7 separate regions of the Mus musculus genome follow, and all the other regions are linked to region 4. Evidence: chromatin contacts called from public Hi-C, HiChIP or PLAC-seq and promoter capture Hi-C data. All regions are on one chromosome and are shown on one strand. Each heading gives the region's core, a stretch centred on a gene start, on an enhancer-like site or on the middle of the called end of the contact. The rest is flanking DNA. Distances are from core to core; before and after follow the strand shown. Region 1 holds the start of Ambp (alpha 1 microglobulin/bikunin precursor). Region 2 overlaps Col27a1 (collagen, type XXVII, alpha 1). Region 3 has its middle 14 kb from the start of Kif12. Region 4 holds the start of Tmem268 (transmembrane protein 268). Region 5 has its middle 38 kb from the start of Tnfsf8. Region 6 overlaps Tnc (tenascin C). Region 7 overlaps Tnc (tenascin C).

Region 1 (3,484 bases), core at 453-2,952, 400 kb after region 4:
AACACAAAAGAAGGCAACTATGCCAGAAAGTTAAGCCAAGACAGTTGCTGTGTTGAAATGTGTATGGAGGTTTTGTGCTTCCTGGCAGCCAGAGCAAAAAAGGAAATTCCATCCGTGGCCAAGCTGTCTGTTATGGTGCATGGGAAACCCTCTCATTTACAGACAGACACACATGTGCTCTGGATACCAGCAAAAGGGAACTGTGTCTGCTGGGTCTCACAGAAGGAGCATGGTACACTGACTGTGGAACAGACCCCCTGTTTCTTCCACGTGCAGGACCCTGGCTCTCTGGTCTCAGCTCTAACAGGGATTGCCTGCTATATGAAGGAGTGTGCCGTGAGGGAATCAGGGAGGAGGAAGGACAATGGCTGGAACCCCTGGAGGAGAGAGAAGAGAGTGGAGAGGGATCATAGCACCATGGACGGGAGGAGCTCTGATGCAAACAGATGTGGGTTTAAAAATCTCCCATTAGAGTATATAAATCTAGAGGCTAGGGATGTTGCTCAATTGGTAGCGCTCTTGTCCAACATGCAGGAAGCCCTAGGTTTAACTCCCCCCACCCCCACCCCCCACCCCCCAGCATAAACCAGGTGTAGCTGTAGTTCATGCCTGTAATTCTAGAACTCATGAGGAGGGTCAGATATTCAAGGCAGAGCTGGCTACAAATCCAGTACAAGGGCAGCCTAGAGCTATATAAGACACTGTCTCAAAAAAAAAAAAATGTTGCAGGTTTTAAATCAAAATGTTACTGTGTTACCTTCTTTAGGCGCTGTTATAAAAAACCCTAAATCATTAGGAATGATACAAAGTGTGTCCTCTCTCCAAACTTCCTTGAACTGGTTTAGTCTAAAAGTATCATCCTGTTGATGGTTCTGGAGCAACTGGAGCGACAGGAACATATATCTTACGGAGGTCACAATGACCCTTCAACTCTTACCACACCCTAAGAACAATGCTGTTGCCTGTTGGCATTCACCCCTTCAACCTTCACCCCAAAGCTAGGATCCAGGTACTTGTGTTAACAGCGTTTATTGGTGAAGAAATGAGCACAGAGGGCTCAGCATTCTTTTCAAGCGCACACAGCAGGAAGACCACAGGAAGCTGCCTGGCTTTGGAGGCTCTGTTCCCTTTCTTACGGTGGAGCCCTAGTGGGTCTTGTCAATCCAGGAGAGTGAAAACTTATATCAGTGAAAGGCATCTGCACATGCTTCTGAGGTGAGCCTGGGGGTTCATCTGGGTACTGATGGTTTCACTGTGGGAAACCAGTGTGGCTCGGTGAAGGGATAGCATCTCTCCCTGTCCTGATTATCTTAATGGCTATGAGAGGTTGGAGACCAGAGGGAGAGTCTTGGGAGGAAGGATGCTTTGCTCTATAGCCAACTTCCCTGGGCCTTAGTTTTGTTATATGAGAAAGAAGCCAGAACCAGGCTACCTGTATCTTCTGAGATCTTGGGGGAAGAACTGGAGGGACAGGCCAGACACTGCCTGACTGCCCCATCCCCTGTTCTCCCTGGGGAAAGTTGACCTTTAATGAAACCTTTCTAGGGTCTGAACTCTATTGTGCTTGGTCAACGTCCCTTCAGAGTCAGTAACCATGGCTTCCTGTCCACAGAGTTGGACCTGGGCTGGGCTGTAGGGATCGATTAGAGCTGGCCCAAGACCCTGATTGGCCTTGGCTGAGCAAAGCAAACACCAAGGTCATCATTTGCCTCCGGATCCTTCCCCAGCCTCAGTTTGTAGCTGCCACTGCCGGGGAAGTAATCCCTGCTCCCACACTGAGCTGTGAGAGAGACATCAAAGACCAAAGACCACAGAGCCATGCAGGGTCTCAGGACCCTGTTCCTGCTGCTGACTGCCTGCCTCGCTTCGAGGGCTGACCCTGCGTCAACACTGCCAGATATCCAGGTTCAGGAGAACTTCAGTGAGTCCCGGGTAAGGCTGGCCTCTCTGGCAGAGGTGATCACAGTGGTGGTATGCCCATGCTCCTGGGCCTTGCCAGCTAAGGCCTGCCTGTCCTGTCTTGGGAGTACTCATCTTTCCTATCTTGTAGATGGCATCTCAATCTCTAGGAGACTTTCCTGGCCAGGCTGTTAGGTTATTCTGAGATTCTCTGAAGATACAGCTCCCTCACCTGCCATTCATTCTTTGGGGCCCCCTGTAAGCCTAGTGCCTTCCAAATCTGCGCTGTCCTCATGGGTCCCCAGAGGAATCCACATATGGCAGGTGGCATAGGGTGGACATGAACCTGTGAGCTTTGTGGACAGGCTTGTGGGATTGTGTGAGGAAGAGAGGTAGGACACTGGTTGATGGGATTGGGGAAATTACGAAGTGTGAGTCTAAGGGCACCTTGGCCTGTGGCAGACATGTCACTATGTGTCTATGCATATGTGTCTATGTGCAAATATTTTTGTTTGCATACACATGCCCTTGCATGTACGTGTGTGTGTGTTGTAGAGTTACATGCTTCCTTCCTTCCTTCCTTCCTTCCTTCCTTTCTTTCTTTCTTTCTTTCTTTCTTTCTTTCTTTCTTTCTTTCTTTCTTTCTTTCTTTCTTTCTTAACAAAGCAACCCCAGCTTTGTCCTGAATCATAAAATTGTCTGTGTAGGGACCCTGTCCACCTCAACGCTGTCTCCATGATCTATCTGAGGGGTTTTCAGAACACTCCCGGTGATTTTCTATACCTTAGGACAAGGAACAGGTGTGCTGGAGGTCCAGGGGCTGGAAGGTCAGCTCTATCTGACTGCTGTCAAGAGGAAGAGGTGGTTGACTGGTCCCAGAAGGTCCCACCAGGTTTGTAGGGTCTCCATGGCACTTCCGCTGGCTGCCTCACAAGGTGGCAGACACTGCCATGAAAGGTGTAAAACCCAAGCTTCATTTTCCAAGGCAGCGATAGCTGGTGACCTCAGAATATGCAACCTGGACTCTACCTACTCACAGGGGCATCTCAGACACTTTACTTCTGTGGAGCAGACCTTGTGTAAGGAAGGGGGACTCTGCACACCTCTGCCCTAAATATGCTGTACCTGGAACTCCACTGTCACCTTGAGACACTGTCCCTTAAAGGGCTGGTCCTTGGAGGAAGGAGGGGAAATGTGGACACATCTCCTCAAGGGCTTGGTTAAATCCAGATTTGTGGCTCTTCCTAGATCTATGGAAAATGGTACAACCTGGCGGTGGGATCCACCTGCCCGTGGCTGAGCCGCATTAAGGACAAGATGAGCGTGAGCACGCTGGTGCTGCAGGAGGGGGCGACAGAAACAGAGATCAGCATGACCAGTACTCGATGGCGGTGAGTGGGGGGCACAGGAATGACCAGGCTCCCTGGTACCCCCATCTTGTCCTGGGACCCTCAGCTAGGACCTTGCTTCTGAGCCTCAGGTTCATGGCTGTCCTCAGCAGATGTCTCATGAGCCTCTCAAGGACTGTGTCTCCAGCACTAGGCTTCCTGTGCAACTTCCCCCATCTTGCGTATTCCTCCCTTGG
Region 2 (3,219 bases), core at 289-2,788, 330 kb after region 4:
ATCCTGGAAGCCCAGGGGGACCCTTGAAGAGGAAGCAAGAATAGTGTGAGACAATGCCAAGGTACAGCAGAAAAATACAATCATTAGTTAATCAACAATCCTGTCCAAAAATCCCATAGCTATGAAGAGGAATTCCTTGAGTTCTCTGCCTTGGGGGACCCATGCTTATTGGTGTTCTCAGGGTCTTTCACAGTTATTGAGGCCTTGTCTTTTATCACTCAGCTAACTTGTTAGGGTGTCATCTCTTCTAGGAAGCCTTCTTGACCTCTCTCTCTCTCTCTCTCTCTCTCTCTCTCTCTCTCTCTCTCTCTCTCTTCCTTTGGGGAAGTATCTGTTTGGAAGCCTGGCTCCCTTAGCAAATGGCAGTCCCCTCAAAGGCACTAACACAGAAAATGAGTCATCCTACCCCTAGGGCTCTGCCAAATGTCTGATAACACAAAACAGCAGGCAAACTCCAAGCTCAGCCAAGTTCTCTGCAGAGCCAGGGCAGAGAAGGGACTCAGCCAAGGTCACACCAAGCATCCTCGCACCACAGAGGGACATGGAGCACAAAGGGCACATGCAGGGACTTTGAAACAGCTGGGCTTGGGGTCAAATGGCCTTGCTGCCACTCATAGCTGGGTGTGGCCACTGACATCCTGGCCTGTGTAAGGGCAAAGGTCCTTGTAGGATTCCTTAAAGACAAGAGGTAGTATGTTCCTACTGCCTCGTCTGCTCCAGAGCCTGCACTGAAATGCCCATCTGTTCCCGTGGGGTCCAGCATCATCACAACTCCCTAAGAAGTTACAGCAAACCCCCATAACTCCCTCTGCCTCAGTCTTCCAGGCTAATCCCCAGGCTCATCCTTGTTCAACAACATTTAATGTCTCCTCACTTAGTACTGAGAAAGGCCCGGCTGGGAAGTGACTGAGATACACCTGCACGGTCTCATCTCGGCTCCCTTCCCATGAAAGCAGGCAGTGGGCTGCTAACTCTGTTTGCATCCTGATTTTTGCACAGCATGCTGGGACTTCCTCCTGCCCGGGGTCTCAGCTTCTCCCTTTAAAATGCATGTAGTAACTAATGACCCATCTCTTCCACCCCAAAGAAGAAAATGAGATTAGCAAACGTGCATGCAAGAGACTGAGCCTAAACTCCTCAAAGGAAGCCAGGCTTTCTAGGAGTGCGAGGCCTGGGAATTCATTTGTTTCGAATAACCATCCACGAGATTCCAGCTTCCCTGCCCTGCCCGAGTTAGAATCAGTGTTAAAAACTGTGTTCATTCTGGCTGGCAGTGGATCGCGCTCTCACACTGGGCAGCTCGACTCTGCTTGGCTCGGCTTGGCACACTGGCCTGTGAACACTCTGGGACTCTCTTTCCCTGAGATTCATAACCCAGATCCAGACAGTGAGATAGCACCAGTTAGTCACTGGTCACTGGACAGCCCTATGAGAGGAAGAAGGGTCACAGAATGGCCTCAGGCAAGTACCAACCTGCTCTGAGCCTCTGTGTGTCCCCAGCCAAGCTGATAGTACCCTCCACCCAGTCCACATCGATTTGGGACTGGGTCCAGACCGTCCTCCTCTCTAGAGGCACAGGGTACAGCATAGGCTGGAGGTCACACAGGCACAGCACCCTGCCATTCAGAGGTGGCTTTATGCCAGCGGCTTTCGCTCCCTCGCCAAGCCTGGGTTTCCATGGCTGTCCAATGGGGATAATAATAGCTCGTCGCCACGGATAATCTATAAAACGTGCTAATCCTCGTGCCTGGCATGAAGCTGATGCTCAAATAGCATGAGTTGTTATTTCTGCTAGGCAACCCCCCTGGGATTTCCCCATTCAGCAGTATAAGCTACACACCCCTTGCTACTGTTTTGGGGAGAGTAGTGTCTTTTTTTCCAGTAGGCCCTCCTCCTTGGCTCAATTCTCCCAGGCAGGTGACCCACAACTGGAGGAAAATGCACAGCCAGACGAATCCTGAGCCTGAGCCCTTCCAATGGGTTAAAAAAAAACCAGAGACAGATCAGAGATTCAAAGCATCTTGTCTAAGGCCACACAGCTGGCTGAGAGCAGAGGGACAGGGCCACCCTGGACAACTTCTTCACAGTCAGTGCTGGACAGTTGTCTCTGACTAACCATGTGGCCTGTCCTAAATCCCTTCCCTTCTGTGGCCACCTGGAAAAAGAACACACCCGTCCTTGCAGGTGCTGGCATCTTCGAGTTGGGGTTATCAGGTAAGCGAGTAATGAGACCATTCCCATTTGCCAGAAAGCCAAGCCGTGCTGAGGTTACAACTGCAGAAGCCTGGATGTATCCTTCTGACATTTCCAGAATCTGACCTCATCTAACACGTCTACGCAGCACACCCCAGGCCAACTCAGCATCTATAGCTCATCTTGGTAAGGTCAGCCTATGGCCTGGCTCTTGACACAGCAATCCAGCTGAGACATAGCTACCACCTGCAGCCCACCAGCCAGGGACCTGGGTCACAGCTGCCCAGCCCAGCTGCAGCCATGTGCCTGCCAGACTCAGTGTTCACTTTGTTGGCTCGGCCAATGGTGGGTGCTCTGGCCCCTCTGCTCCATCTGAGTGAGGCCTGCCTTTGCACAGTGGAAAACGTGGCTGTTTCTTTCCAGGCCCACAGCCTGAGCGGGGGAGCCCAATGAATCATGAGCTGGGGTGGGATTTTTCCACTCCACACTGGAAACAAGGAGGCCTCTGAGAGAGCTTGCGTGGGGGAGGGGCAGGGGCCGCAGGCCTGTCTCTGTCCAGGGAGTGCAGGAGGCCTGGGCCAGGGTGCATGCACACACACAGAGCCATGGAAACATGAAATAGCCCTGCAGGCTTCCCCTGGTGTCCTGACCTCCTGTAGCCAGTCCATGGGGATCCCACTCTTGAACAAGACCCCCACCCCCTCTTTTTGCCAGATGCAGTGGGGCTCTGCACAAAGTGTCAGACCTGCTGACATCTGCCTCTGTCAATCAGCAGATAGGGAGACATTCTACAGACCTGGGTTCTAGGGGACTGGGTTCAAGAGTATAGGCCTGAGTGCATTGCTCTGGGTTGGGTGGGACCCTATTCTGTGCCTGTCCCTTGATGCGATCATAGATGTCTACAGAGCCCCCAGCCTCTGTGCTGGAATGTAACTTCTTCTTGGGAACCCAGCTACGTGGCCCTAAATGAGTGACCGCACCTCTCCATGTCTCCAGTCTCAGCGTGTCCAGCTGCAAAATGGGAGT
Region 3 (3,476 bases), core at 375-2,874, 370 kb after region 4:
TATAGAATGAAGAAATAAGAGCCCAGAAAGACCCATCACTTGCTCCAGACAGCACAGCCAATGAACAGCATAGCTTAATCTTGAACCCAAGTCTGTAAGGTCCAAATGTTGTTTCTGACCCTTCCCTATAATAACTGTACTTCTAATGTCCCACCACCCAAGTCCCCACACATCCCCATGTTCAAAGCTGCTCAGTCAGCTCCTGGCAGAGTCTTTCCATTTGGATTTTATGTTGATTTCCTTTTCTCTTATTTGCCAAGAAAAGCCAGTGTAAATGTTCCCTCAGCCCCGGGTTAACTCGTGTCCTGTGCAAGCATTTGGTGCTGGGGAGGGGGTGTGCTTCACATCCAGGTTCCCTGCAGACTGCTTTAAAGATCTTTACTGAGATTCGTTCGCACAGTGCTACACTGCCCCACACACTCCATGGCAGAACCTCTGCCTTCAAATCTGCCACCTTCCCACAAGCACGGCCTCGGCCGCCCTTCTAGGATCCCGGTAGAAACTGATCCTAAAACCCAAAGTCCGGGAACCATCTTCTCAGCATCTTCACAGCACAGGCTGGGACAGAAAAAGAAGCAGTCCAGCCACAGTCCCGGGGCCACCCACCAAGTGCCTGGCACAGCGCTAGCCCATCACCAGCATCCTCCCACTGAGTCTTTCCAGCAGGAGGACACAGGGAAGCTGGTGCTCAGAAAGGCCAGTCACCTGCCTAGGCCACACTGCTGGCCAGAGGCAGTGCGACAGAACATTCCAGATTACACCTTTCTTTATGTCCCAGGGCTAGAAATAAGACATTGTCGTATATATGGCAAGGCACCTCCTCTGTGTGTGTGACTGTGGCAGCCTCATGCTAGGGTGCCTGTTTCCAGGAAGAAACTGCTGGAAACCAGCATTCATTCTGCTCCAAGCTTGCTGTGTAACCGTGAGCCACGGATTCTCCACTAGACTGAGGTATGCCCCTGTGATATGAGCAGATGCACCAAGTCCCACATTTCTGCTCCTTCTCACACAGTTTAGGCACCTAGGGCAACTTGGTGGTGGCAGAAGAAAGCTGGCTAATGGGATCATAGCGAGTGACTGAAGGAGAGGTCAAGTTCCCTTCCTGTAGCCCATTGGCCCCTGTTGACCCCTCCAACCAAAGTCCCTGGGTTGGGGAGTTATATGTACTAGACTAGGGCTCAGCAGAGAAACTGCCAGCCCTTGGCCAGGCACCTGGGGGAAGAAGGGACATCACAAGAACCCGATGGGCACCTAGCCTGATGTCTCTGCATTCCCCCCACCCTTCCCAGCTCTGTCCCCTTTTGCCTCATCCCACACCCCAACCCTTGCTCAGCGCCCAGGCCAGTCCAGCTCCTCCCTCTTTTGGCTGTGGCTCCAGCACACCGGCCGTTTAAGGCTCCACCTCAGCCCTTTAAATTCTATTTTTTCAAACCACATTCTTGAACTTGGCAGATAACGTGGCCTCCCGACAAGAGCCCTATTTACCCGGCCAGCCGTGAATGGGTCCTTTATAACTAGGTTCATTAATATTTCTACCTATTGGCCGGCTCTCCCGTCCTCCCCCTATCCAAACAGATTCTCTACACAGAAAGACTTTTCAAATACTCCTGTTGACTTTCCCGAGCGGGCTGAGCAGGCGTGAGTGCGTGTGAGTGCGTGCGCAGGGGAGGGCACTCGCCTGCCCCGTGCCGCAGGAAGGAAAGAGGCCGCTATTCATAGCTGAGTGGCGGCCTCCCAGCCCAGGTATGTGGCCTCACAAAGGCCCACTGAGCCCAGCCAGCCCCAGTGCCAGGGCCCACAGTGGGGGAGGTGGTTCAGCCCTTCCTGGCCCTGTCGCCTGGCCTGGTGACCCTGGGCAAGTCCCTGTTCATCTAGAGACAGATAATCTCTTGTCAGCTCCTCCCAGCTGTGGAGGATCTGGGTGACAAGCAGATATCTGGCTCAGGTGGGCTGCCCTTGTGTTTGGGTGCTGGGACACAATGGTGTAAACCCAGAGTCTCAGATCTCAGCAGACTGAGGAAGGAGGATAGAGAATTCAAGGCTAGACGGGGTGATATATAGCAAGTTCTAGGCTAGCCCAAGCTATATAAATAGACCCACTCTCAAAAATAACAACAATGACCCAAGGCTAAGGAGACTGCTCAGTCACTACAGTCTTGCCTTTTGAACACTAGGACCTGAGTTTAATTCCCAGAACCAGAGACAAATTATAACAACAACAACATTTGGGCCTTGTGACATGCACTTGTAACCCCAGAACTGAGGAGGCTTAGGAGGAGAAGATCCCAGAGTCTTTTCTGGCCAGCCAGTCCAACCAGTTGGTAAGCTCTGGGTTCAGTGGAGAACAACTGATTTCCAGACTCCACATGTGTGCACAACCCCATTCCCCTCACAAACGGCCCCAGGTGTTTCATGTGTACAAAAACTCCAAGGAACAATTTGTTCTACATGTGCCTCACCCCATCATCCTTCACCCCTACCAAACACTCCAGCCAGGATGTGCTGAGGCCCTCGGCCCCTAACGTATCTCAAATGCCTTCAACATGACAGCCACCAGAACCGTTTTGCTGTCTGCACGATGAGTGCACTGCAGACCTTGCCCGTTGTTGGGCCTCAGGAAACTATGAACACAGTGAAAGGTGTGGTTGTCCACAGCAAGGGCCTTGTGTTCACGTCAGAGCCTCTTCCCTACACTTTTGAGAAGAATGTGAAGAATGGTAAGTTCCATCTTCCTGCATGTCATACAGCCCTTTGAGGGACTAACACCACTGTAGCGGCTCCAGGGAGGACCTACGGTACTGCAGTGGGTACTGATAGGTCTCCCTCAAGGGAAACTGAACCAATTGCTTGCTCCCCACTCTCATGCAAAGGATGTGCCCTGGGGAATGCAGTGTCACTTCTGAGCATGCTCACAGGTGATAGCACCTCTAGGGTGCTGATGCTGTGATACGATAGGACCTAACACAGGCCTTTCCTTCTCGCTACATAATAATTCCAGACTATTTATTCTGTGTTAGGTCCTCTCCTGGACCTTAGGGACACGGTGGTCCCTATAACTTAGACTTTGGCCTTGCCCTGTTGGGGTAGAGACAAACAACAGGCAAAAGTGAGTATGAACTCTAGAACAGAAGTTGAGAACAGCAGCGGAGAAAGGATGCGGGTGTGGGATGCAGGGCAGCCTAGGAAGTAGTATCCCTGCAAGATGACAAACCTGAAGATCAAGAGACTACTCTTGTAGAGAACTGAAGCAGAGACGTTGCACCTGGAAGAAGGAACAGCGTGTGCCTTGGGGCAGGAAGTGCTCTGTGCTTTGAAAAGGAAGCAGTATGCAGAAGGTATGCCTTGCGCAGGAACGGCACAGCAAGGGCAGGAATTTATATCTGATAAGGTGATAGGAAAAGAAGACACCTGAGAGACTCAGTACAGTGTGTGCTTGTTCCTAGACAGCCCCGGGGCCCCCTATGTTCGTAAGGTGG
Region 4 (3,476 bases), core at 621-3,120:
CAAAGAGTCGGGAGAAGGATTTTAGTGACTCCAGGGTCTCAGCCCTCAGCACCCACGCTTGGGCTGGCTTCCTTTCCAGCTAATTCATGGAATCATCTTCGAGTGGGTCAGAAGAAACCACAATTCCTAGGCAGTGATATAGAAACCAAGTCCAGTCAGCCTGAGTCTCCTTGCGGCTCATGCTCAGTCCAACTCACAACAGCGGTCTCAAACAAAGGAGTACTTACCAGCCTATCTTAGTGCGCCTGCTCTTTCTATAGACCCAAGAGGCACAATGGCCACAAGGTTGCGCCCCTCTGCTGCCTCTGAGCAACTGCTAGGTAGGCCACAAGGCAGACCCAACCCTGACATCTGTACTCCTGGCCGAGGACTCAGGCCCTCTCGGTGAAGCCTCCCAACACTGGAGTGTTGAAAAGGCTGGGAGGAGCTGACACAGACTGGAGTTGCTCAAGCCCGGGGCTGCACAGAAGGATCCACTGGTTGCAAAATGCCACAATGAAGCATTGTGTCGGGGGCAGAAATCACAGCACCCACATCAGCCCCCTCAGCTGCCCACAGAGACCCAATCAGCAGACTCCAGTCACACACCCAAGTTTGTGTGTGTTGGCTAAAAGTAACCTGCCCAGCCCAACCACTTCCCACCTGGGTAGCCTTGAGCAAGGTAACAAGACTTCTCTCTGCCTCCATTTCCTGGAAAGGAGACAAGGACAGACACTTAGGATTGCCCTATGGGTTCCACGTCCATGAGATCCACACTTGGGAAAAGGTTGATTACTGAGAGAAGGTAGCTGTCATCAACCTATGCCACAAACATTCCCTGAGAACCTTCTAGGGCCAGCCCCTGGACTGTAAAACCAGGAGTGGAACATGGAGCGTTTGCTCAGCCCTCCCCTGCAGGGATCACCATCCACTGGGGAAAACACACTCAGAACTGCCAGAGAGATGAGGAGGAGGAAACTAGGCAGCAAAGGTGGAGGACGACAGACTCCCTGGGCTGCCTAAATGGGCTGCTTCGCCAAGGAGGAGACTGAAAGGAGCCACACAGAACTGAATGGACTCGACTCAGAGGTCAGGATGGGTCCAGGGCTCCCCGTGTACATTCTCATCCAAGTACCGAGGCTACAGGGCCATGAGGGGTCAGGCAGGACCCCAATGGCAAATGCTAACCATTTACCACCTCCTCAGCTCTGCTCCAATCTTCAGCACACAAGTAAGGGAGCCCCACACCATGGTAAGCAAAGCACAGAGGGAGCAAGTGACTGCCGACCGAGTTCCTCTGGGAACCCACATTGCAACCAGATTTTCCAGTTGCGGGCTGTGCAGACTCAAGCCCCCAAGAGGTCTCATCTCTGCACAGTGCCTGCCAGCCTCACCAACATCTGAGCGCCTAACATATCCTGAAAGGAAAGAAAGAAAAAAAAAAAATGGATTTCCTTCTTCTAACTCAGCTTCATTAATTACAATGCAAGTCCAACACATCAGAGAAGCAGCAGTCCCCCAAAAGTTTAGGGCAGAAAAACCTGGCTGGACAAGGAGTTCAAACGCCCCATTTCAATGATGAGAACATTAAGCCCCGGAAGAGAAAGCCGACTATCCAAGGTCAGGGAGCAAACCCGGAGGGAGCCAAAACAGAAAGCCGGCTCGGCGCGGCCCGGCCCGGCGTCTCCCACCGTACCTGGCCTCGGGCTTGGGCAGCAGGCTCCCCGATCTCTGCCCTCTGGCCTTGGGGTTCCTTTACCCCAGAAATCACCCGCCCTGCCCTGCAGATCCCACGCCTGACGCGTGGGGCGGGAAGAGGTCACCCGAGCCTGAGCGGAGGGACGCGCACGCAGGCCCCGCGGCCCCAACCCCCGAGCGCGGGAGCGCGGACGCGCGGGCACGCGCACGGCTCGCGCACACTCACCGCCGCGCTGCCGCCCGGGCCGCTCAGGGTCAGAGGTTCCATGCCCCTTGTACGCCGCGGCGTCCCGGCGCCGCCGCCCCCGCCGTCCCCGCGCGCCCTTTTTGGGGCGCGTCGCCCCAGCCGGTCTCCGCCGAGTCGCCCTACGGCAGGAGCGTCTCTCGGGCCGAGCCCGGAGCGTTTCATCAGCCACGCTCCCCCAGGGCGCCGGTAGGGGCCCTGCGCCCGCCACGTGCATGAGATCTGAGCTCGTCCCTGCAGTGAAGGAGCGGGGCGGGGAGGCCTGTCCCGAGTGACAAAGTCATGGGATCCGATGCATGAGGCACACTCGGGACCAGAAGTTTCTTCCAGGCTTGTTTTTAATGAAAAACGGTGTTCAGTATTGAAAGCGTCGGTGTAGTCTCCACTTTGTATCTGCGTTTTCTTTAAAAATCTTTAGTTGAGACAGTGCTGTGAAATTGTGTGAGATCTTTACGAAATAATGTGTGAGGTGTTCAAACACACACTTGCACACCCCGCTCCTTGAGATTTAAAAGGATCTGTGATGGCCTGCTTCTTTTTCCAGGTAAATCACTAGTCTTGGGTTCACCTTGGTGGGTTGTTCTGACAACAGCAGACCTGGCTAACTACATGTACTTTTCTTTGGAGTACGTGTTTATATCCTATTAGCCACCAAACATTGTCTTTCAACAAAGACGGTGGGCACTTGGTTGCTGCACCAACAGCCTGGTTTCTTTTTCAGGGGATCGATGAATGCACAGGTGGTTCCCACCCTTGCTTACAGGAAGGACTAGGGCAGTACATGCCACTGCCCTTGTCTCTACAAGTGGTCTTGTACACACAGAGAGACACAAACACATTTCTTCCTTTTAACAACTCTTGAGGACTTCCAGACCACAGGACTTACATGTGCCTGCAGGATGTTTCCAGGCAGCGAGAATGAATTGAAAACCCAAATTAGCATATCCCATGGAGGTGCCCACGGGGACAAGTGAGGATCAAGGTGGCAGGCTACTGAAAATGAACTTATCTGTGAGCAAATCAGCACTGAGTACCTGCTCTGTGCCAGCCTTGCCCTGGGCAGTAGAAAACAGTTCGTGGGAGCCTCCCATGTAGTTTGATCAACTTGCTAAACAGTAATGTAGAGGCCTGGGAACAAAAGACCCAAGGGTGCTGAGACTTCTAAATGCTGACCCGGCTATTGAAAAGGAAACAGCAACAAGCTGTGGCCTAGCCCCGCCCCACCCCCAACCCTGCCTGTGAAGCAACCCTCCTCAATGTCAGAGATGCCCTACTGCCTTCCCACCAGCCTGTCTTCACTCTCCACGGGCCAGCAGTTTTAGGTCGACACACCAGCCTCCTACAGGTACACAAACGGAACTTGGGAAGCGGCGGACAGAGCTGTACTGGTGCACTATGTAGCTGCCTGTGTGCTTGGACAGCTCTGCCCACTCATTCAGGAAAGTCAGGGACTCCTGCTGATGTGAGAGGCTGCAAGGGCGAAACGTTGAGTACTTAGTGTTCTGACTAGCAAGTGCACCCTTGCAGCAACACAAGTGTTTGCATACCTGAAATC
Region 5 (3,288 bases), core at 578-3,077, 340 kb before region 4:
AAGGACGGATCAATGGATGAATTGGGTCATAGAGGGATGGATGATGGGTGAATGGGGAGTATGCATAGGTTTATAGGTGAATGAATTGGTTGGAAGCATGGATAGATGAAAGGATGGATGGGTGAAAGAATGGAATGAGTGAGTGGGTTAGTAGATGTGTGGGCTGGATATGTTGTAGGAAGGGATGGAAGAAAGAAAGAAAGAAAGAAAGAAAGAAAGAAAGAAAGAAAGAAAGAAAGAAAGAAAGAAAGAAAGAAAGGAAGGAAGGAAGGAAGGAAGGAAGAAGAAAGGAAGGAAGGAAGGAAGGAAGGAAGGAAGGAAGGAAAGAAGGAAAGAAAGGAAGGAAGGAAGAAAGAAGGGGAAGATGAATGGATGGGTGGAGGAGGAAGGGAAAAGGAAGGGAAGGAAGGAGAAGATACTTGGATAAATTTGACCTGAGTACTCATAAAGTAAAACTAAAGCCATTGACGTGTAAATAGTGGCATGTTAAGTCCCTTGTCTCTCAGCATTGACAAGTTTTTAATAACTCATCCATATTTGTGCTTCCTATCATCTCCTGCCCTTCTCCCTCTATCACCTCTCCAATATACTTTTGTTTTAAATGTGTATACTATAGAACTGAAATCATATGTGTAATGTTTTCATACTGACTCAGATATAAATAATGTTTCCTCATTCTTAATGTCAAAATCCTGTGAATGGAACATTTTTGTAATGTTTAAAAATAAAATCCAAAACATAAACACCTACAGTTTCCTCCCTTGAATTTTCAATGTACAGTAAATTGTTGCTGGTGTGTGTGTGAGTGTGTGTGTGTGTGTGTGTGTGTGTGTGTGTGTGTGTGTGTGTGTAACTATCAGTAGGAAAAAAGGAAAACTATCAAAACAGTTCAAAATTAAACATGACATCAGCAGCTACTAAGTGTAATCTTTCTCCCTCTCCTTCTACCTCTTCCTCTCCCCTTCCCATTCCTCTCTTTCTCGATCCCTGTCTTTGTCTCTCTTTTTGTCTTTCTGTCTGTGTGTGTGTGTGTGTGTGTGTGTGTGTTCATGTGCATGTATGAAGATAACCTTCTTATCCACATTTAAAATGAGACAATGAGGATTTGAAGAGACCAAGTTACAAGCCAGTAAGAAATAAAGAAGAGAGATTCAAACATAGGACTCATGCTTTTTTTTTCTGACAGATGAAATTAAAGAGACTCTATTGAGAAAGGAAAGAAAACAGTACCCAGAATCAACGAATACCCTCTTCTCAGCGAGAGCTCAAGACTCCTTGCCAGGGTGTTATAATCGTGGTATAGAACAGGCATGTCCACATTTCCTATGATTCAGTCCTGCCACGCTACTGTTCTTCACAAAATTAGACCACACTTAAGAAGAGGAAACCATAACAGGCTTGCAATTTCTTTTTCATATAAAACACATGTGCAAGCCCATAGGATGACATAGATTTTTATCATAATTTCAAGTAACAGAAATGTTGAGTGTGCAAACCATGAATTATGAATTCCAGAAACAAAACTTTCTTTGCTGGTTCTAGAGGCTTCTCACATACTGTTTCACAACCTACACACTCCACGCCTCCACTCCCAAGGTGTCTGCTTCCTCTTCCTCCCCTAGCCTAAGCCACGAACCCAACGTTATGCCAAACAGTATGGAGGGCATGCAGAAAAGAGCCTGAGCCCAGAGCGCAGAGCCCTTCCCTGTCCAGGGCACGTTAGAAAAATGCAGACTCTGCTTCTTTGTGGTTCTCTCAGGCTGAGCTGTTGAGCAAGAATGAGGAGAAAAGCAGGCAGGATGTGAGCCCCAGTTTTGTTCTGAGAATTTCTGCTGGGCCACAGATTTCTCTGGCTTGAACCATAGCGGTGGGCAGGGTAGAAAGTGTAACTGTCGAAAGTGTAGCCAGCGCTGTTGGAGAAACCATCCAAGTGAAAGCAGGAAGGGCGTCAGCCTCAGCCAGGAAGACGACCTGGCCCAGGCTAGATCCTGGTGAATGAGCACATCAATAGTCTTCACCCACATCTTATTGGCTCTCTGTGGTAATTATACCATCGTTCTAGGGTAGGCACTTGCCTTAGTGAGTTTCCCCCAAAGCAAACCTCAAACCTCTGAGTCTCAAGCTGACAAAATTTTACAGTCTGTACATACTTGTAGTGACTATGGGGGCTTATGCAGACCTGACTTCTGGGATTCTGGGTCTGCCAGTTGACAGCTACATGAACTTGAGAAAGTAACTACACCTCTTCCTGGCATTCTCTCCTTCAAAATCCTTCCCATAAACCCAGTTTCCACTACATGTTTGCTAATCATTTTTAATTGGATGTTGCCTTATTGCCCCAAATAGAAAAATAAAACCCTACTTATCCCCTGTGCTCCCCAAGTCTTTTGTGAGCGTCTCTGTTTGTGCCCGGTGAACCAGCAATGACTGAGAAGCTTCTCTAAGTCTCCATACCGGACCCTGCCTTAGGTGATCTTAATTGTTCCTCCGCCAACGCTCTGCGCTCCAGTTCATACCATCGTATCCCACCACATGAGACTCCTCGAAAACAGCCTCCATACCACAGACACACAAAAAAGTTCTTTCTGACTCATTTTGGCCAAGACAAACTACACTGTCACCTACACCAACGATGAGACAACACGCGTGAACTTTTAAGAGAGGCGAACTCACTGTGCTCAGCCTGGTACCCTTCATCATCTGAGTTCAGCTTTCTCTTCAGCCATCTTCTCCCAGACCATCTCCTGTCAAACCATTTCTTTAATAAACACACAGTTGTGGCTTAACTGTAGGGCATCTGCCTACACGAATGAAGCCCTAGGTTCAATCCCCACCCACTCTCCCATTCACACCACATGAAGTTATAGCATGCTTTCTTGAGTTGGTATGAAGGGTACCGTGGGTGAACAGGTGGACACAGGGTTATTATAGGGAAAAGCAGACAGATTTTAGGGAAGGCAACTCATGTACATGAACTTCTAGTTAAATGTGACAGCTTAAACATGAGCACTTCCCTTCTTGTTCACCTGAGACATTAAATCCTGTGGGAAAAAATGTCTTAAAGCGAAAGTGAATGGTCATGTTTAATTAGATTATAGAAGATGGGATAAATCGATGTATGGAAAATGGTTGACAATAAAGAAGAGTTAATTTAAAGACCCCAGAGGAATATACTGAACAAATTACTCAACGTATCCAAGGTTCCCAGAGATCTGATGCCACAGAAGGAAGGAACAAGACATGAACATAGGAAAGCTGAAGCCCATAGCTATCTTCTGCCTTCAGATG
Region 6 (3,242 bases), core at 544-3,043, 420 kb before region 4:
GTCAAACCAGATGACAGGTAACCAGTGAACAGATATACTAGCTATGTCTGACAGATACAGGGAATATTAGTCCAAGCTCCCTAAGACATGTTAAGACATGTTTTATTGTATGGGTATGTAGGAGCTGGTGTGTGTGTCTGTGTGTGTTTGTGTGCCTGGGCTTCTCTATGTCTGTGTATCTGTGTGTGTGTGTGTGTGTGTTCACTTGCATGTAGAAGCCTGAAGTCAACTTCAGGTATCATTCTCAGAAGCCATCGACTACTCTGTCATCTGTCTGTCTGTTTTTCTGTGTGTGTGTGTGTGTGTGTGTGTGTGTGTGTGTGTTTGTGTGTGTGTGTGTGTGTGACAGACAAAGAGACATACAGAGACATTGTGTATGTCCATTTATATATGGTACATATGCATGTGCAAAAGTCTGAGTCTACAGGTACTCATGCCTACATGTGCACAGAGGCCAGGGGAGAAAGTAGGGTGTCCTGCTCTATCATTATCTATCTTGTTCTATTGAGACGAAGTATCTCACTGACCCTGGAGCTGGGCTTTCAGCCAGCAAGCTCCAGGGATTTCCCCTCACATACACACACATAACTAGCACTGGAGTTATACACACAAGGCCACTGTGCCTAGCTTCTTATGTAGGTGCAAGAGACTTCCACCCAGCACCTCATACTTCCCACTGAGCCATCTCCCCAGCCCACCTTACTTTTTTATACTGTACCTCTGACTGACACCCAGGGCTTACCAGTCCAGGTAGACTGACAGGCCAGCAACACCCAGGGATCCAGTCACTGTGTCCCCAATGATTAGAAAGTGTGACACCATGTCCAGCATTTTGCATGGCTGCTGGGGTTGTGGTCAGTCAGGCCATCATGCTTATGCAGTAAGCATGCTGCATACAGAACTATTGTCTGAGCAGCATGGCAAGATAATAGTATTGTGACAAGAGGCAGGATGCTACAACCTGCAAGAATCTACCCATAGAAACTATAGCCAGTGCTTGTAGACATGGAGACAGTGCATTAGTGTGTCGAGAGGAAAGGCACTGCTCTTTCTGCTTACAGTACCCCCCAGTTCACACACTGGTTGCACAGTGCTTAGCATAGCTGTGCTCCAGAGTATCCCACCCCAACATTGATCTCCATCCCCCATGGCTGCCAAAGAATGGCTTCAGATCAGAAGCAGAGACTGATCTTGGTTTATAAACACTGCTCTTCAAAGCTCTGATCACTGATTTTGTTTTGCTGATTTTTTTCCTTCTTCTATAATCCCTGTAGTTCTAAAGCAAAAACAAAAAGAATAATCATGAGTTGATTTGCCTTTTTAAGAACAAAAGAAAAACCAGAGCCTGTTTTGTTAGGAAGAACCCCCTCTTGGGCTTCTCTCTGTGGGGGTCTTAAATTCACAGCCAAAGAGAAAAGCACATATGTGTCTGTGCAGCGTGTGTAAGCAATGTGTCTATGTGTGCCTGCACACCCATGCTCCAGGACCAGGAGAGGCCAGAAGACATGTTGTAAGCAGCACAGCAAGGACATGCCTACCTCATCTTCAGTCCCCAGCTTCAAGTGTCCCTTTTATCTGTTTCCACCCCCACATACACTTCTCTCTCTTCCCCCAAAGCACCTTGAGCTCTCCTCAACAACAGCAACCTCTCCCTCTTACCTCCTGGTAATGGTCTGCTGTGATTCCTCCTTGTAACATATTTCTGTCTGGCTATAAGCTGCCCACCCTTGAGAATCCAGAGCAGCAAGGAAGGCAGTGCAAGCAAGTGGCTAGCCAATGATCTGGGCAAACTCCTGGAGCGTAGCCATGTTTTTCCCATTTAGCAGCTGTGTGACCTTGACCTTGAGCAAATCCCAAGACCCTCATCTGAAAAACAAACTAACTCAAAGGTCAACATAAGATTTAAACAGGACACGAATAGTGAGGGTTTAACTCTTTCCTCTGCCTGTTGCAACAATGCTAGCTATTATATGCTTGGTGAGTTGTCCATTTTATTTTTAATGAACAACAAAAACCAATTCTTAAGAATATAACAGTGGACTCTGACCATGTAGCTGCATATTGATTTTATCTAGAAGTAATAAATAATATCACTCTCTTGTCTCTCTAGAAACATACAAATAGAGAAAACACAACACGTATTGAATTCTTTGAGCAGTAACTTCTTCCTCCTCTAGGAAGATAAACACTTCCACGTCCCTGTGCACAACCATAAAGGTTTCTGCAAAACAGGCAAGCAGTCCCATTAACAGAGAATCGTGACTGCTATTCTCTTCCAGAGACCCTTGCAACCCACCAAAAATGTTTAGGGTAAGGACCTGAAAGTATTTCCTTGGTCTGTCCCAGTATCTGTCCACACACTCATGTTCCTAGGTCTCTCTTCCAATCATGAGGTCTAAAGTATAGTTGTCACCTCTTTTCTCAAACTTCAGAACAGTCTCTACTCTAAACTGCCCATATTTCCCAATCAGGCACCCTCTAAACTCCTCAGCCCCATTTCAATCAAGATAGACTTGAAGCCACACTTACCAAGGTTATTTCTATTCCAAAGTTCTTGCCCCCAAACCCACCAACTACCTCCTAATTGAGCATAAGCCTAATGCATATTAAATAACCAATGCAAGTTTGTAGAATGAGGACTAAGTGTTAGATGGTAGACAATTGCCAATAACAGAAGGCATTCATTATAGAATTTGAGAAGCAAGGTTTTATATGGATAGCAAGCACTTTAAGGGTTTTTATCAAGCCCATGCATTTAGCTACTGGAAGTTCTTTTTTATTATTATTGAGTCTAATTGGAAGGAAAGCATTGTTGCATAGGTATCTCTAACTCTTGCATGTGTGTGTGTGTGTGTGTGTGTGTGTGTGTGTGTGTGTGTGTGTTCACACCTGTGGTACATGTGTGAAAGATGTCTGAAAGATGCAGGTGCATGTGTGTTTGTGCTTATAGAGGCTGTATGTCTTCCTCTATCATATTTTATCTTATATATTGAGGCAAGATCTCACACTAAAACCCAGAGCTTGCCAATTCAGTGGGTCTAGCTACCTGATGCTCATGGAAGGGGAAGAGATCTCTTTCCTCAGCTTCCTGAGAACTTGAGTTACAGACAGGTCATTGTGTCTAACCAGCTTGTATGTGGATACTGGACATCTAAACTCAGACCTTCATATTTGTGCAGTTAGTCTTTTAGTGTTATGCCATATCTCCAGCCCCTCTCCAGCTTTTTAATAGGTATGACTCT
Region 7 (2,988 bases), core at 158-2,657, 470 kb before region 4:
CCTGATATCAGACTAACTGAAACACTGAGGACTGTAGGCTCCCACAGAGAAAGCCACAGTGGGAACTAGAAAGATGGTTCAGTAGGTGATGGTGCTTACAGAGCAAGCCTGATGACCCGAGTTCAGATCCCTAGGATCCATGTAAATAACCAGATGGAATCCCAACAGTGTGTAATCCCGACATTCCTACAGCAGGAAGAGAATCAGGGACAGAATCACCTAGAAGTTCATGGACCTGCTAGCAAACTGGGCTCAGTGCAACAGAGAAGCAAAAGAGACCTTGCTTCCAACAAGGTGGAAGGTGACAATTGGCTCCCAGAAGCTGGCCTCTGCCCACTCCCTGTGTACACATGCATGCACACAGACCCACGTGCACAATTAAATAAAACCTAATGGGAAAAAAGGAAGGAGGGAGAAGAGAAAGAGGAGGAAAGAGAAAGAAACAATGAGCTTAAGGAAAACTGAATACGTTTGGAGAAAAGGAAGGACTTCTCGACAGTACCTTAAGAATTTATTTTTGGTCACAAAGTAGCCTTCTGCTAACCGCCTTCTCCAAACAAGACAAAGCAATCATGCCTACTAGACTTAAGGTCTATCTTCTTTTAAGTGTTAGCTAAGAAAGTGTTTTGCATAAATTATCTCATTTCTTCTCACATGCAGCTGGTATTGATGTTGTCATTATACAGATGTTAGCACAGAGGCCTAGACAAGCAATATTTTATATCCACTTCCATAGCAACAAGGTGGAATTGTGTGGAATTGCTGCCACCCATCGTTTTTTACCTAAAGATAATTTGCAACTTGCTGTGGTTCATACTAATAAGAAGAACAGAGTCAAGCATATTTGTCTGCCTCTAGAGCAGGTGGTCCCAAACATCACATAGTCTCTTCTAGGATATTTATTCACTTTAGCAATTATGATTTGTCCCAGTAAATATCTGTTTCTATGACTGCCTCCTTGACTGACCTGTGACCTCAGTACAAACACAGAGCTGTCCATCACTGGTCTCTGAAACTCTCTACCAGCCTAAGTCTATCCCAAGACCTATAGCACATCATTCAACTCATCTCTAGTGGGAAAAAAAAGAACAAATCGTTTTTAAGTGACAAGTCTCTGAGGCAATCAGCAGTCCCATTGATATGCTACTGGACACCAATCAAGGGTCTATGATCCTATCTCAAATAGATAATGACTTGCCGATACTAAAATTCAGACCCTCATGGCTCAGGAGGGTCTTTGGCTTGTCAGTTTAAGTTTTTTCTGTCTATTTTTTCACCCAGAGTGTCCTGGATTCACTCAACTGAGGGGATCAGATGTCCTTGGAAAACACATCTACACTTAAGGCTATTTCCTGGCTCCTGGCTCTTCCTGACACATTCCAAGAAGGAATTTATGGCTGTTGGGAGGGACGAGGAGTGAGGAATTTGTAGACCATTTTAGAAGCCTGTGTTAGCAGCCCCATGCTTGACTGACCTAGCACAATAAAATTTTCTCCTCTGTTAGCCAGAAGAAAAATTTGCCGTAATACCTTAGAGTTGCCAAAATGATGTGGAAACAAGTTCATCCGCATTTGAAAAAGTAGAGTCATTGTTGTCTATCCGAGTCCAGGATATTCCATGTATGTACCTAAGTCAAAAAGATAAACACATTCCATGAGCTACTAATCACGATGTCACAAGTAACTAACACAAAGTGTGTCTCCAGCCACATAAGGCTATCCAGATAAAGTTGATACTTGTCTAAAACTGAAATCATGTATTGCTTATTCTCCAACTATGACCAGGGAAAATATTCAAAGAATGACTCCTTTATCTCATAATGGTCTCCAGCCTGTGAAGAGATAACTAAAGATAATCTTTAGTATATCTCATGCTTCTTATAGGCGTTGAAGTGTCCAAACTAGTCACCAACCCAGTCATCCATAAAGAGCATCTACAGCAGCACTTGTTCTTTTGGGTACATGAAGACAACCCCACATCTCCTTCTCTGGGATTGATATATGGTAATACTGATACACTCCATGTTGGCTTCCTCAGCTATGAATGAAGGAGCACAAGTCATCAGTTTCCTATAACACATTCTCTGGACTCTTCATTTCTAGTCACTTCCCATAGATATAAGAGTCCAGGGCACTGGAGAGATGAATCTATGGTTAAGAGCATCTGCTGCACTTCCAGAGGACCTGGGTGTGATTCCTAGCACCTACATGGTAGCTCACATCCATCTATAACTTGAGTTCTAGATTAGGGGTTATTATTCACTCTTCTGGCCTCCACAGGCAGCAGGCATGCATGTGGTACATAGATATACACACAGGCAGCAGGCATGCATATGATATCCATAAAGATATACATGTAGGCAAAAACATTCACACACAAAATATGTTTTTTTAATGATAATCATTTATCTGTACTTTTTATCATCTTTGTAAATTAACTTGTTCATCCTGAAATTATAAAAGCACAAGCTATCTGAACTTGACTCCCCATGTCTAACCTCTATCTCTCAAACTGCAATCTCAACTAATTTCCCCAAAGTCTACCCTAGACATAAACCAGCCAGTTATCTGCGTGTAGCAGAATATTTTTGCATTGCTAATGTCATTATTTCTCTCCAGTTCTACACTCTCTAGAGTACACATTTCTATTTCTAGCAAATTGATCGTCACAAGGTTTAGTTTCTCATACACCAGTGATTTCTACAGCTTCTCTGATCCAGATCCAAGTTGCCACTGAATTTGGGACTGGATTCAACTAAGGCCAAGTTCTGACTTAAACAAAAAGTGCTATTGGCATAGACTCTTGCTAGTGTGTGATCCCAAGAGTGCACCACAATGTCATGACCTGTTGATTGACTACCTATAAAGCACCAAAGTTCTGAAGCTCCAGTACAGACCTCTAATCCATAATTCCCCCTGGTGTGTGTGTGTGTGTGTGTGTGTGTGTGTGTGTGTGTGTGTGTGTGTGGTGTTTGTGTGGGTGGTGGTG

What was found. Promoter capture Hi-C pulls out the DNA fragments that hold promoters and counts their contacts. A called contact is a pair of places that touch in the nucleus more often than the background predicts. HiChIP or PLAC-seq counts read pairs in DNA pulled down with a chosen protein or histone mark.
Region 1: a promoter capture Hi-C map of neural stem cells shows a contact between it and region 4. The contact joins the promoter of Ambp here to the promoter of Tmem268 in region 4. A contact is called at or near these places in 4 of 39 promoter capture datasets (the C10 cell line, liver, neural stem cells and 1 more), 1 of 484 Hi-C or Micro-C datasets (liver) and 3 of 115 datasets of contacts at active chromatin or transcription factors (bone marrow-derived macrophages, embryonic stem cells and extraembryonic endoderm stem cells).
Region 2: a Hi-C map of liver shows a contact between it and region 4, with 3 times the contacts expected there. The contact joins the enhancer-like site here to the promoter of Tmem268 in region 4. A contact is called at or near these places in 2 of 39 promoter capture datasets (both in liver) and 2 of 484 Hi-C or Micro-C datasets (liver and muscle stem cells).
Region 3: a contact with region 4 is called in a promoter capture Hi-C map of liver, with 1.7 times the contacts expected there. The contact joins the enhancer-like site here to the promoter of Tmem268 in region 4. A contact is called at or near these places in 3 of 39 promoter capture datasets (the C10 cell line, liver and stem cell-derived epiblast-like cells) and 1 of 9 other capture datasets (adipose tissue).
Region 5: a contact with region 4 is called in an H3K4me3 HiChIP or PLAC-seq map of bone marrow-derived macrophages, with 4 times the contacts expected there. The contact joins the enhancer-like site here to the promoter of Tmem268 in region 4. A contact is called at or near these places in 1 of 39 promoter capture datasets (maxillary cranial neural crest), 1 of 484 Hi-C or Micro-C datasets (CD8 T cells) and 3 of 115 datasets of contacts at active chromatin or transcription factors (bone marrow-derived macrophages, large pre-B cells and memory CD8 T cells).
Region 6: a promoter capture Hi-C map of second pharyngeal arch cranial neural crest shows a contact between it and region 4, with 2.9 times the contacts expected there. The contact joins the enhancer-like site here to the promoter of Tmem268 in region 4. A contact is called at or near these places in 7 of 39 promoter capture datasets (3T3-L1-derived adipocytes, cranial neural crest, hippocampal neurons and 4 more) and 2 of 115 datasets of contacts at active chromatin or transcription factors (the NIH/3T3 cell line and embryonic forebrain).
Region 7: a Hi-C map of nephron progenitors shows a contact between it and region 4, with 4 times the contacts expected there. The contact joins the enhancer-like site here to the promoter of Tmem268 in region 4. A contact is called at or near these places in 1 of 39 promoter capture datasets (cranial neural crest), 1 of 484 Hi-C or Micro-C datasets (nephron progenitors), 1 of 115 datasets of contacts at active chromatin or transcription factors (embryonic stem cells) and 1 of 9 other capture datasets (adipose tissue).

The regions. Positions count from the first base shown.
Region 1 is chr4:63,152,390-63,155,873 of GRCm38.p6, reverse strand. It overlaps Ambp (alpha 1 microglobulin/bikunin precursor), which reads left to right and starts at 1,702. Exons shown (of 10, transcript NM_007443.4): 1 at 1,702-1,932; 2 at 3,148-3,290. The coding sequence starts at 1,819.
Region 2 is chr4:63,228,595-63,231,813 of GRCm38.p6, reverse strand. It overlaps Col27a1 (collagen, type XXVII, alpha 1), which reads right to left. Exons shown (of 61, transcript NM_025685.3): 4 at 1-22. Among named protein-coding and RNA genes, the nearest start is that of Col27a1, 15 kb to the right of the region's middle. Within about 2 kb of position 1,538, at least 76 of the 459 cell types and tissues checked have an H3K27ac peak or open chromatin away from gene starts, as enhancers often do. A contact at or near this core is called in liver and muscle stem cells, where this site is marked.
Region 3 is chr4:63,184,654-63,188,129 of GRCm38.p6, reverse strand. No RefSeq gene overlaps it. Among named protein-coding and RNA genes, the nearest start is that of Kif12, 14 kb to the right of the region's middle. Within about 2 kb of position 1,624, at least 23 of the 459 cell types and tissues checked have an H3K27ac peak or open chromatin away from gene starts, as enhancers often do. A contact at or near this core is called in liver, where this site is marked.
Region 4 is chr4:63,557,157-63,560,632 of GRCm38.p6, reverse strand. Tmem268 (transmembrane protein 268) reads right to left here and starts at 1,870. Exons shown (of 10, transcript NM_001356354.1): 1 at 1,676-1,870.
Region 5 is chr4:63,897,785-63,901,072 of GRCm38.p6, reverse strand. No RefSeq gene overlaps it. Among named protein-coding and RNA genes, the nearest start is that of Tnfsf8, 38 kb to the right of the region's middle. Within about 2 kb of position 1,827, at least 52 of the 459 cell types and tissues checked have an H3K27ac peak or open chromatin away from gene starts, as enhancers often do. A contact at or near this core is called in CD8 T cells, bone marrow-derived macrophages and memory CD8 T cells, where this site is marked.
Region 6 is chr4:63,978,407-63,981,648 of GRCm38.p6, reverse strand. The region is part of intron 16 of Tnc (tenascin C); the gene reads left to right. Among named protein-coding and RNA genes, the nearest start is that of 8030451A03Rik, 4.7 kb to the left of the region's middle. Within about 2 kb of position 1,793, at least 10 of the 459 cell types and tissues checked have an H3K27ac peak or open chromatin away from gene starts, as enhancers often do. A contact at or near this core is called in second pharyngeal arch cranial neural crest, where this site is marked.
Region 7 is chr4:64,022,615-64,025,602 of GRCm38.p6, reverse strand. The region is part of intron 1 of Tnc (tenascin C); the gene reads left to right. 8030451A03Rik (a long non-coding RNA gene) reads right to left here. Exons shown (of 12, transcript XR_881356.2): 4 at 1,530-1,627. Among named protein-coding and RNA genes, the nearest start is that of Tnc, 23 kb to the left of the region's middle. Within about 2 kb of position 1,407, at least 23 of the 459 cell types and tissues checked have an H3K27ac peak or open chromatin away from gene starts, as enhancers often do. A contact at or near this core is called in nephron progenitors, where this site is marked.